Regions from separate parts of the Gossypium hirsutum genome. Here region 1 is linked to region 2. The links are chromatin contacts, called in public Hi-C maps. All regions are on one chromosome and are shown on one strand. Each heading gives the region's core, a stretch centred on a gene start, on an enhancer-like site or on the middle of the called end of the contact. The rest is flanking DNA. Distances are from core to core; before and after follow the strand shown.

What was found. A called contact is a pair of places that touch in the nucleus more often than the background predicts.
Region 1: a Hi-C map of leaf shows a contact between it and region 2, with 1.7 times the contacts expected there. The contact joins the promoter of LOC107950663 here to the promoter of LOC107951850 in region 2. A contact is called at or near these places in 3 of 34 Hi-C or Micro-C datasets (callus and leaf).

What each region holds. Positions count from the first base shown.
Region 1 is chrA02:82,161,621-82,167,311 of Gossypium_hirsutum_v2.1, forward strand. It overlaps LOC107950663 (beta-fructofuranosidase, insoluble isoenzyme CWINV1), which reads left to right and starts at 2,471. Exons shown (of 7, transcript XM_016885546.2): 1 at 2,471-2,682; 2 at 2,812-2,820; 3 at 2,909-3,771; 4 at 3,848-4,006; 5 at 4,094-4,332; 6 at 4,427-4,517; 7 at 4,814-5,150. The coding sequence starts at 2,502. The coding sequence ends at 4,993.
Region 2 is chrA02:81,929,841-81,935,351 of Gossypium_hirsutum_v2.1, forward strand. LOC107951850 (protein ROOT HAIR DEFECTIVE 3) reads left to right here and starts at 3,961. Exons shown (of 23, transcript XM_016887013.2): 1 at 3,961-4,091; 2 at 4,708-4,857; 3 at 5,310-5,333; 4 at 5,419-5,511. The coding sequence starts at 4,808.

The sequences.
Region 1 (5,691 bases), core at 1,221-3,720, 230 kb after region 2:
CGCGTCCGTTGGGATGGCTTCTGGAAGCTTCTGTTTGCGGTGAGAGGAGAAAGAGCTAGGGTTGGAAACCCTAGCTGGTAATTTTAAGTTTTGGGCCTCTGCTACTTGGGTTTGGTTTAGTCCTGGGCTAAGTAGGATGCAACCGGTCTATTTGGGTGTGTGTATAACGGGTCTGGGCTATTTTGGGCCAGTAGTGTTTTAGGACTTGGGTCTGATGTGGGGTTTGGGTCTGTCCATTATGTTTAGACGTTGGGCCCCATTGTTTTGGGCTTTGTAACCTGGACCTTTAATGGACTGTTTAAAATAAATATTTATTTACTTATTTTCTTTTGTTTTATTTAAGCTTAGTCAAATTTGGGCTCTTACATTAGCATTGCCCATAGTCAACCTTTCTAAGGGAAGAGTCTGTAGTTGTACCCAAATATTAACCTTAGAGAAATTAATCTCCTGAATCGCCTTTTCAACCTCCCATTTTTGAAGAATCAAGCAGTACCTCATAACAGTCCAAGGGCCATTCTCAATAGTCGCGTCCATGACTCCTTGTTTTGAGAAAGAAAGACCATATCTATTATCACCTAGATCTCTAACTTCCATAAGATGTTTAGAAGACCACATACTTTGCTTCACTCCTTGAACTCCTCTTTTATTGAACACCTTTGATGCATGGATCTTACCAGTCAACGTAAATTGAGTAGCCTTCTCTAGATCCCCTTTAGAGACCTCCAATTTAATCTTTAGTTCATCCATAATATCAAACTTTAATCACCCCAAACCAATCAACCCCAAAATAGGAATTGGCAATAAAATGAATCCAGATAAATAGAATATCTATATTTTATCTCCTAGTCAATAGTAAAAATTAAATTAGAATATTCAAGAAACAAAATCAAAATAAAACCTAAAAACAAGAAAGGAAAGAAAAACCTTAGAAAAAACCTACAAATTGCCCATTTCATCCCTAAAAACTCTAGAAAACAAGAAAAAACCAAGAAAAAAAACACTTACATAGTGACCATTTCTCTATAAATGAGAAAGAAAGACTCAAGAAAAAAAAAGAGAAAACAACTAACAAAAAATTGAAAAACTTTTTAATTACGGATATCAGCGATAAAATTAAATTGAAATAATAAAAATAGAATATAAATTTATCCAAAATTTCAAATTCCATTTAGATTTTAAAATTACCTTATATTTTAACATCTAAATACTACTTGAAAATATGAGAGTATAAGATAACATAAATGTTTGAAATCCAAAGAATATAATTTTAGTTTAAACTATGAAATTACGAGAAATTCAAGCTCAAATAAAAATTATGCAGTCGTGTTTTCCATGCATATCAACTTTAAGAAAAGAAAGAAAGACAAATATAAAAGTATTTATGTTAATTGGAAAGTTGGTGGGTTGTCGATGTTATTTATCACGTGTAATACCCAGGCACCATACACAATCACGAGAAATAAATAGCCTTATCCCATAGAATTTTATGCAACCAAAAAACCTGAAATTAATTTCATTTTAACTACAAACAGTAACATTGTTTTATAGTACTTCAACTCTATATTTACTTTTTAGATTGGAATTCTTTTCTTATTTCGGGTTAAATAGAAAATAATAGGGAGTGCAATGGCTTAGGATATTCTTCTTTTTTTAAAAAAAAAAATTTTAGAAATTCTATCCGTAAAATTACGGATTTAGAATATAGATGTATGTTAAAAAATAATGTCCAATAAATAATGAATATATAGTATAACTTGAAACTAATTAATCATAATAATACATGAAATATTTACGATATGTGTGTAAAATAAGATTGAAACACATAAATATACCAGATTAATAATACAAAATATACAATAATTATTCATCATAGTATTGTCATTAGTCGTGAGTTAATGTCGTGATGTGGGTGAACGAAAATATTTTATGTTAAAAATATATATTTACAATTGAGTTGACTTATAAATTCAAGGAAGAAACAAGTATTGAATAATTGTAATAGAATAAACTTGTCTAAATACTTCAAGGTATGCACCTCCTCTTATTGTAGGAAGATTTGAAACGTGGGTATTTTTCTCAGCTGACCAAGACCAAAGATTGAACTAAATCTCCCACCATTGGTTTAGACTTAAACTAAGTGCTACACAAATTGATAATGTAATTGATTTTTTATCAAAATATGGTTGCAATCTTTGAATCATATAGTCAACCGATGAAACAGTGAGTAGTGTAGAATGAGAATATTAAACGGAAATAAATTTCCACAATAATATTAGTCACAACTTGATGTCCTTTTTCTTATTTCTACATAAAATATAGTGTGGAAATGTCAGCAATTTCTTTCTTATTTCTCCCAACAAACCTTTTTGATGGAAGCTTTGAATTTTCTTTCTTTTATTATATTAAAAAAATATTAAAACTTATCCAAATTATGCATTTCTCCTTCTATAAATATACCTTTGATAATTGAAGGCTTTAGTTCTCATCCACTTTTGCACAACATGGCTAACTCTTGTGTTGGGTTGTTTTTGTTCTTTGCTCTCTTTCTTAGCCATGGGATTGTGGAACTTGAAGCTTCACACCATGTTTACAGAAACCTCCAAACTGTTCAATCTGCTGCATCTACAGATCAACCTTACAGAACTGGCTTTCATTTTCAACCTCCCAAGAACTGGATAAATGGTATATACATATATGTCTAACTTTATTATATCGTGCTCAAGTTTTGTCTTTTTTTTTTCTAAATTGTATGTCTAACTTTGTGTCTTCCGGTTCCATGTCATTTGGAAATGGCTGCCTTTTGATGAACAGATCCTAATGGTTAGTGCCTTATTCCTAGAATCATATGATATTTTTAGATAATATATTTAAAATGCCTAAATTACTGCTCAGCTAATTTTTTTTACAGGGGTTATGGTTTACAAGGGACTTTATCATCTATTCTACCAATACAATCCAAAAGGTGCAGTGTGGGGCAACATTGTCTGGGCTCACTCTACATCAAAAGATCTTGTGAATTGGACCCCTCATGAGCCAGCTATCTTTCCCTCCCAACCATCTGATATTAATGGTTGTTGGTCTGGTTCAGCCACAATCCTCCCCGGGGGCAAACCAGCCATGCTTTACACCGGAATTGACACAAAAAACAGCCAAGTCCAGAATCTTGCCGTCCCCAAGAATCTATCCGATCCTTACCTCAGAGAATGGGTGAAGTCACCAACGAACCCTTTGATGCAACCCACTGCCCAAAACCAGATTAATGCAAGTTCTTTCAGAGATCCCACCACTGCTTGGTTAGGCCCTGACAAGAAATGGAGGGTAATCATTGGAAGCAAGATTAACCGCCAGGGCCTAGTCATCCTTTACAAAAGCAAAGACTTTGTGAATTGGGTCCAAGCCCCTATGCCTTTGCATTCAGCCAAAGACACCGGGATGTGGGAATGCCCTGACTTTTACCCCGTTCCTGTCAGTGGCAAAAACGGTGTCGACACTTCTCTTAATGGTCCATATGTCAAGCATGTCCTTAAGATAAGCTTAGATGACACAAAGCATGATCTTTACACTATTGGCTCATATGATAACTTGAAGGACATCTATATACCAGACAAGGGATCCGTAGAGAATGATTCAGGCTTGAGATATGATTATGGAAAATATTATGCTTCCAAGACATTCTTAGACAGTATCAAAAACAGGAGAATCTTATGCGGTTGGTTGAACGAATCATCCAGCGTCGCTGATGATATCAAGAAAGGATGGGCAGGAGTTCACGTAAGTTTTTTTTTTTTAAAGTAACTTGGTCTGCTGATAAATCTTGTAAAGATGTGATGAGACGTTGACTTTGCAGGCAATTCCTAGGCAAGTTTGGCTGGATAAATCTGGAAAACAATTGATGCAGTGGCCGGTAGTAGAAATACAAAAGCTACGAACAAACCACGTAAGCTTACCCAGCAGATTGCTCAAGGGAGGATCGGTTGTTGAAGTTTCTGGGGTTACTGCTTCACAGGTAAAAGAAAAAAAATGCTGAAGTCAACATGTAAATTTCCTCCACAAACCCAATGTTTAATCCTCTTTGAATTTCGTGTTGATACAGGCAGATGTTGACATTTCATTCAAGATATCTGACTTTGAGAAAGCTGAAGTGTTAAATCCAAGCTGGACCAATCCACAGCTACTATGCAGCCAAAAGGGTGCATCAGTGAAAGGCGGTGTTGGTCCATTTGGGTTGCTAGTTTTAGCTTCAAAAGGCTTAACTGAGAACACGGCGGTCTTCTTTAGAATATTCAAGGGCCAAAACAAATACGTGGTGCTCATGTGCAGTGACCAAAGCAGGTCGGTCCCACCTACACACTCAACCATTTTCAAACCTTTTCAAATTGCACCCATGCTTGCCAAAACCTCAACTTCTCTGTTTTTGTGTCGACAGATCCTCCCTAAACCAAGCCAATGACAAGACCACCTATGGGGCTTTCTTGGATGTGGACCCTCTTCATCAAAGCTTGTCATTGAGGAGTTTGGTGAGTTCATTTATATTACTTTTGTATATAGCAAACACTAAAGTACTTGAGCACTTTGTACTCCATCCGTAATTACACTTGTTCATGTCTCTTTCATTTAACAAGTATGTATACGCCTATGGTGAAAGAGGTATAACAAATATGGCACTAGGCCCCCTATCATCATCAAGTGGAAAACTTGGGGACACCATTGTTGAAAAAAGGGATTGGACTTTTGCAGAACCCCAAACTTTCCGGGTTTGGAAAATGGGATCATTTTTTTGAAAATCAAGTCACTTTTTTTTTTTTTTTTACAGATTGATCATTCAATAGTGGAGAGCTTTGGTGGGGGTGGCAAAGCATGTATGTCAGCTAGAGTTTATCCCACATTGGCAATTAATAACACAGCCCACTTGTTTGTTTTCAACAATGGAAGTGAAGCCGTGAAGATTGCAAAGTTGAATGCTTGGAGCATGAAGAAAGCCATAATCAATTGAATTTCTTGGTTCCAGAAACTTATAGAGAGGATGATTTTATCTGAGCTTACCCATCTATCACTTTTTTATGGATCTATTATTACAATAATTTCATATGCAGAAACTCATTCATGTTAACCCAAACCATTTTTACTATAAATCTATATGCTTTTCTTTCTTTCTTTCTTTTTTTTCCTTTACAAATAATCTTTGAATATGTTTACCAAACATGAATCACAAAACCAACATGAAATAAATTTAAAAAAAAATTATTACACATTATTTTTTGATATTTTTGAGGTGCAATTTACATATTTTAACATAATGGATCTTTCAAAAAAAAAATACATGATGCAACATTAAGAAAGCCTTGATTAAGATGTATTGGTCGATTATTCAATTGCCAAACAAATTTTTGTCGGGTTTTTATTTATGTCAATTTAAATTATTCAATTCAAACTAGGCCCTCCAAAGATTCTTAAATCATAAAAATAACAAATTAATCCTAATCCATCCTTTTCAAATAAGGGCTAATTAACCTTAATAAATTCCATCCACCTTTTCAAGGACCCAACTAAGAAATAAAAATATATACATTAAAAAATTAAACCTATAATCACTCAACTATCAATAAAGTTACAATTTGGTCATCTAATTATGAAAAATTAAAATTTAATCACTTAATTATCAGAAATTGATTATTTAAGTTACTCGTCTAT
Region 2 (5,511 bases), core at 2,711-5,210:
TGAAATGTGGTGAAAATGATTTGTGATATGTATGTTAAAATGAGGTTAATACAAAGAAAGTGTGAAAGAGTGAATTAGCAATAAAACTGTTTTGGACAGTAGCAGTGATGTGATTTTTAAAAATCACCAAAAATAGTAGAAATTGAATCCGAGACTGAATGAGATATCAAATTAAATCTTAATGAGTCTATTTTCATATAAAGTAAACAGAGAAAGAAAAAGAGTTCTATATTTTGAGATATTTATGTTTTTGTGAGACTAGTTCAGAATGATTATGTGATCCCCTGTTCTAACTTTGGAAAATCACAAAAATTTGGATAAAAATAATTAGAGGCTTAAACTTATATTTTTAAAATCCATAATGAGTCTATTTTCAAAATAAATCAACAATAACATTATCCGAGTTCTGTACTGTGAGATAATTAATTTTTAGTGAAGAGAGGTCAGAACTGTTAGAATGTGAAACACGAGAAATTTTAATGAATAAACTGTACTAATTGGCTAAACCAAAAATTATGAAAATTTTATTGTGGAAAGATATGTGAGTCTAGTTTCAGGGAAAATTTACAGATCTTAATTTGGAGCTTTGTAGCTCGAATTATAAATAAGTAAGTGACTATGACTCGTGTGGACAGTTTGATGTGAGCATTTATTAGTAAATTGTGAAATCGTACTTACAAGAATGCTATATACATTAAGGATGTGGAATGGAGAGGAGGAGGAGGAAAATAAATATATGTGGAATACATGGAAACTATGGTATATGAAATATTGATATAATGAAACAAATGATATGTGTTTATAAGAAAACAGAAAGAGAATGATATGTATCATGACATGTATATATATATATGACTAGTCTCAATGTAATGCTTGTTGGGTATGGAGTTGAATTGAAATGTTTCAGGCAACATGTTATTCTGCGCATCTGAATTGTGATATTTTATAAAGATATGATCTAGTTTTAAATATGGATGCTTGATGATTAAGCTGAAGATATTTGGTAAGATAATAATCTTGGTATAAATGTATAAGTGGTACTATAATAAACAAGGTAAAATGAGCATGAGATACACATGTATGATGACATACAAATGCTATGTTTGTGGTTTAATTGAGAATATTTAATCATAAATGAATACCATGTTATATGCTTTTGATTTTGTATAAGTGTGTAAGAGATTAAGGTTGACCAAAGCTTGGAAAATAGCCTAGGTATATTCCACACAGGCAGAGACACGACCATGTGTCTCAGCCGTGTATGGAACATGACTTTGGGACACGGGCGTGTGGAGCCTTAAAGCATGAAATTTCCAAGATTTTTGTAAGTTCTCGGTTTAGTCCCGAACCTTTTCTAAAGTATGTTTTGGGCTTCGTAGACTCAAATAAGGGACTATGTGTAAGTGAATGAACGTTTTGAAATATGAATGAAATTTTATGGCCCATATTTTAGTTTAATGTTTTTATGTTTGTCCAGTAACGCCTCGTACCTTATCCCGGCCTCGGATACGGGTAAGGGGTGTTACATTTTTAATATTTACTAACTCGGTTTATGAAGATGGGGTCCCAAAACCGCATTTTTCGACATCATTGGAAACTGAATCGTTACAACGTAGGTGAAGATCATTTTGAAGCTTTAGGGTGAAGATCATCTCTAACTCATCTCATTACAAAATCAAGCCTTGAAGAGAGCATGAATTTAAATTTTTTGGACTTTAGTCTTTGGCATATACTTAGGGATATGTTGGACATGTTTTGGTTGATTTTAATGAAAGCTTTGGTGCTTTTGATTCATTTTGTAAATCTTGTAAATTGGTTTGGTATGATTTGGAATTGAGTACAATTAGGTGATATTTAAGGTTCAAATTGGCATATTTGAATGGTTTATTGGGCATGTTTGAATGTTATCAAGGCTGAATTTGGTTGGTATATACCATATAAATGTTGCCATTAATGCAAGGAAGAAAAAAAATTCTTAAGATTTAAGGTGGCAGGATTGAGGTTGTGACGTCAGGCCTTATGAAGTCGCGACGAGCTCAAGTCAGTGAGTGAGGTCGCAACATGGAATCCATGAAGTCGCAACGAGCACTGAAAGTTTGGACTTTGCAATTTGGTCCCTAAATGACCTTTGATAACCTTGGGAACTTTCGTAAGCTCGTTTTAAGCTCAGATAAGTGTCTAAATCATATTTAATTGTATTTTAAGCTTAACAACTTGAAAAAAAAATTAAATTGATTTGGAGTGATCGTAGTTGCTTCAGCATCGAATATGACATCTCGATACTTTGACCTAGTGATTGAGTCGGGTAATGGATGTTGCAAGTATAATAAAAAAATATAAAAAATAATGATAAAATGTAAATAAAAAATTTTTGTAATTCAAGATTTTCATTATCAAAAAATATACTTCTAATAAATACTTACTTATGAAACAAATTTTATAATTTAATTTCAACACATTTAATTTTTTAATTCATCAAACAATACATAAATTAAATGCGTATTTAGAAGAGGTGCTAAAATTACATAATTCAGATGTGACATTTCTTTAAAATAAATGTTTGTAAAAATAATAATAAAATGTTTGCACAATTAATTTTTCATCTCAAATTTATTTACTAGGGTACATTTGTTTTGTGAAATATTAGATTATGTTGTGTGATAATATTATGGAAATGTAAGATTATGGGTGGAATACGGGATTATATTATTTAGTTAATTTGGTTGGAATATAAAATTTGGATGTTTAGTTGAAGGAATGAAAGATTATATAGAAACACATTTTACTCAATTGATCTTGTTATAAAATTTATTTATTATAACAAGTTTAATTCCTTTAATATCTCAATTTTTATATAATTATTATAAATTATTACAATTCTTATTTTTTATTATAATTTGTGTACAAATAAGTAAATATGTAATTTTAAAATAAATTTTATGAATCAGAAAAGTTATCGCAACAACAACTATAAATATATTAATAACCATAATTAATAATATGTTTTTTTTTTCCTTACAAAATCAATCTCATTTTCACTTTATTTCTACTATTATTAAATAAGACCAACTCAATTAAACAACAAAATTTATTAAAAAAAATATTTATGTCTTTCAATAATTTTATTAATTCTTTAAAAAACTCACAATTGATGAGTGATTAAATTAAAAGATTTAATATTCTTTGGGTACCGAGTTTAAATTTTTTTTAATTGTCTTATATAAGGTTTAACCATACCCATTTTTTCATTTTAAATTTGGTTTCTGGTGGGTTCCATCTGGACCCATGCCGCTATGAAACATTGGGTTATTAGAGTGCGTGCGCAGTGACTGTTAAAGCAGCCGATCACACACTGCCCACTTTTTGCAAAAAAAGGGATGGGCGGCTGATGGGCACTGCTAGAATCGGTGATCGTGCAGCTGACCCCCCAACCAAACACAATTCCCTACCAAAACTTTTCCCTTTTGTCTTGGACAACTAATCAGATGCTTCCATCTTTGCACCTTGTTTGGAGGTGTATGGAGACTTATTTGAGGATGCATGCATTGAGTTCAATTTGTATTGATTTTTTTTTAATCTATTAAGAAATTAAGAAATTTTAAAATTTAATAAAAAAGGAAAAAAATTATTATCGAAGTGGGTCTAATTTTTTCTCTTTTACTTTTCAAATTTTACTACCTATCCCATTGCTAATTGAATTATGTTAAATTTAAATACATTATTACAATTGAGATTTAATTTTTCAAACCATACTTTTGAACATTAAAATTCTGCTACTCAAATTAATAGAAATGAAATAATAACATTAGAATCTAATTTTCAAATTATAAGTAGTTATCAAATTCTTGAAATTAAAAAAGAAAGGACTAAATTTGAGAAATCTAACAGGTTTAGGGACTAAAGATAAAATTAAACTTATTTACTTTGCGGTCTTTGATTACCCAGTCCAGCCCACTTTTAAAGAAAAGAAAAAAGCAGTAAACTCAAGACAAGTTTCAAAGCCTCTCTCTATTTTACTCCTCTTTCTCTGTCTTTCATTGACATCGATCTCCTCAGTTTCTGAGCTATCAATTTCAAACAAGATTCAATGGGTACGTTCTCGCATCGCATCGCATCGTCTCATCTTATTCTTTTCTTTTCCCATTTCTGTTTTGCCTTATTATTTTCTCTCTGTTTATAGCTGTTTTAAGTGATCCGTTTCTTCCTTTGTTTAGTTAAAATTTTTCTGTTTCTTGTTTAATTTCTATGATGTAACTGAACCAGAGCGTTTTAGCATCAGCGCCGCCTTAATAATTTTGTTCTTTTACTATTAGTTAATGAGCGATGCGATCTCTTTTATGTTAAAATTTATATTTAAACTTGGTTTTTAGGTTTTTTAAGAGTTTCTGTAAAGTATTGTAGTCTGAAGTTAATTTTTCTGTTTGGATCGGGTCTATAGATAGATTTTATGTATACTGCATGTTTGGTTGCTGAGGAAACTGAAGAAAACTAAAAAAGAAAAAGAGAAAATCCGATTTTGCTTATCAGCTCCGTAGATATTAAAGTTGCCAAATTTATCTGTCTGAATTACTGAATATACTAACTGTTTTTAGTTGAGATATTCTTAAATTTTCCTTGATCAATTGATATGGATATTTTAATCTTAACGTTGCTGATGGAACCTTCATTCTCTTTACTGAAACATAATACGGACATTTCGCTTCACAGCCACGACTGAGGAATGTCATTCAATTCAACTTATTGATGGAGATGGATTGTTCAATGATGTTGGAACTGACCGCCTTATCAAGGAAATTAAGCTTGCTGAATGTGGGTTGTCATATGCTGTGGTTGCTATCATGGGACCTCAGAGCAGCGGTATGCTTTGTTATCTTAATGACATCTTGCTTTATACTTGTCCTTTTCTTGGTCCTTAGGTGCCTATTCCTAGGTCATACTGAGCTGCTTATTTGTTCTCATTTTCTTTAATGATACTTAATTAGAAATACTTGGGTTGCATGTGAGAGTATGATAAACTTGGAGTTTGGTCACTGCAGCTTTGCACAAAGGCATATTTTTCATATTTCACTTTGATACGAACTTCTTCCATATGGTATTATTGGAAACTTCTGTATTTAGTTTTGTATATATCTTTCTTGCATAATTTTTTTTTTTAAATTCTAACACATGCCATGGAAGATTTTAGTTTTGGTGTTTTATCATGGTAGCTGTGTAAGTTCTGATTGTTCCATTTAAAGTTTTATTTTGTTTTCCATGATCTCAACAGGTAAAAGCACACTGTTAAATCATTTGTTTTGCACCAATTTCAGGGAAATGGATGCATTTAAGGGAAGGTAACTTACGTTTTTCTAATAAGTAGTAACACATTGGATTTGTTTCCATTGGCAGAAAGAACTAATGGAATGTGCTTTTTCTCAGGTCTCAAACCACTAAAGGTATTTGGATGGCAAAATGTGCTGGTATAGAGCCTTGCACTCTAGTAATGGATTTGGAGGGTACTGATGGAAGAGA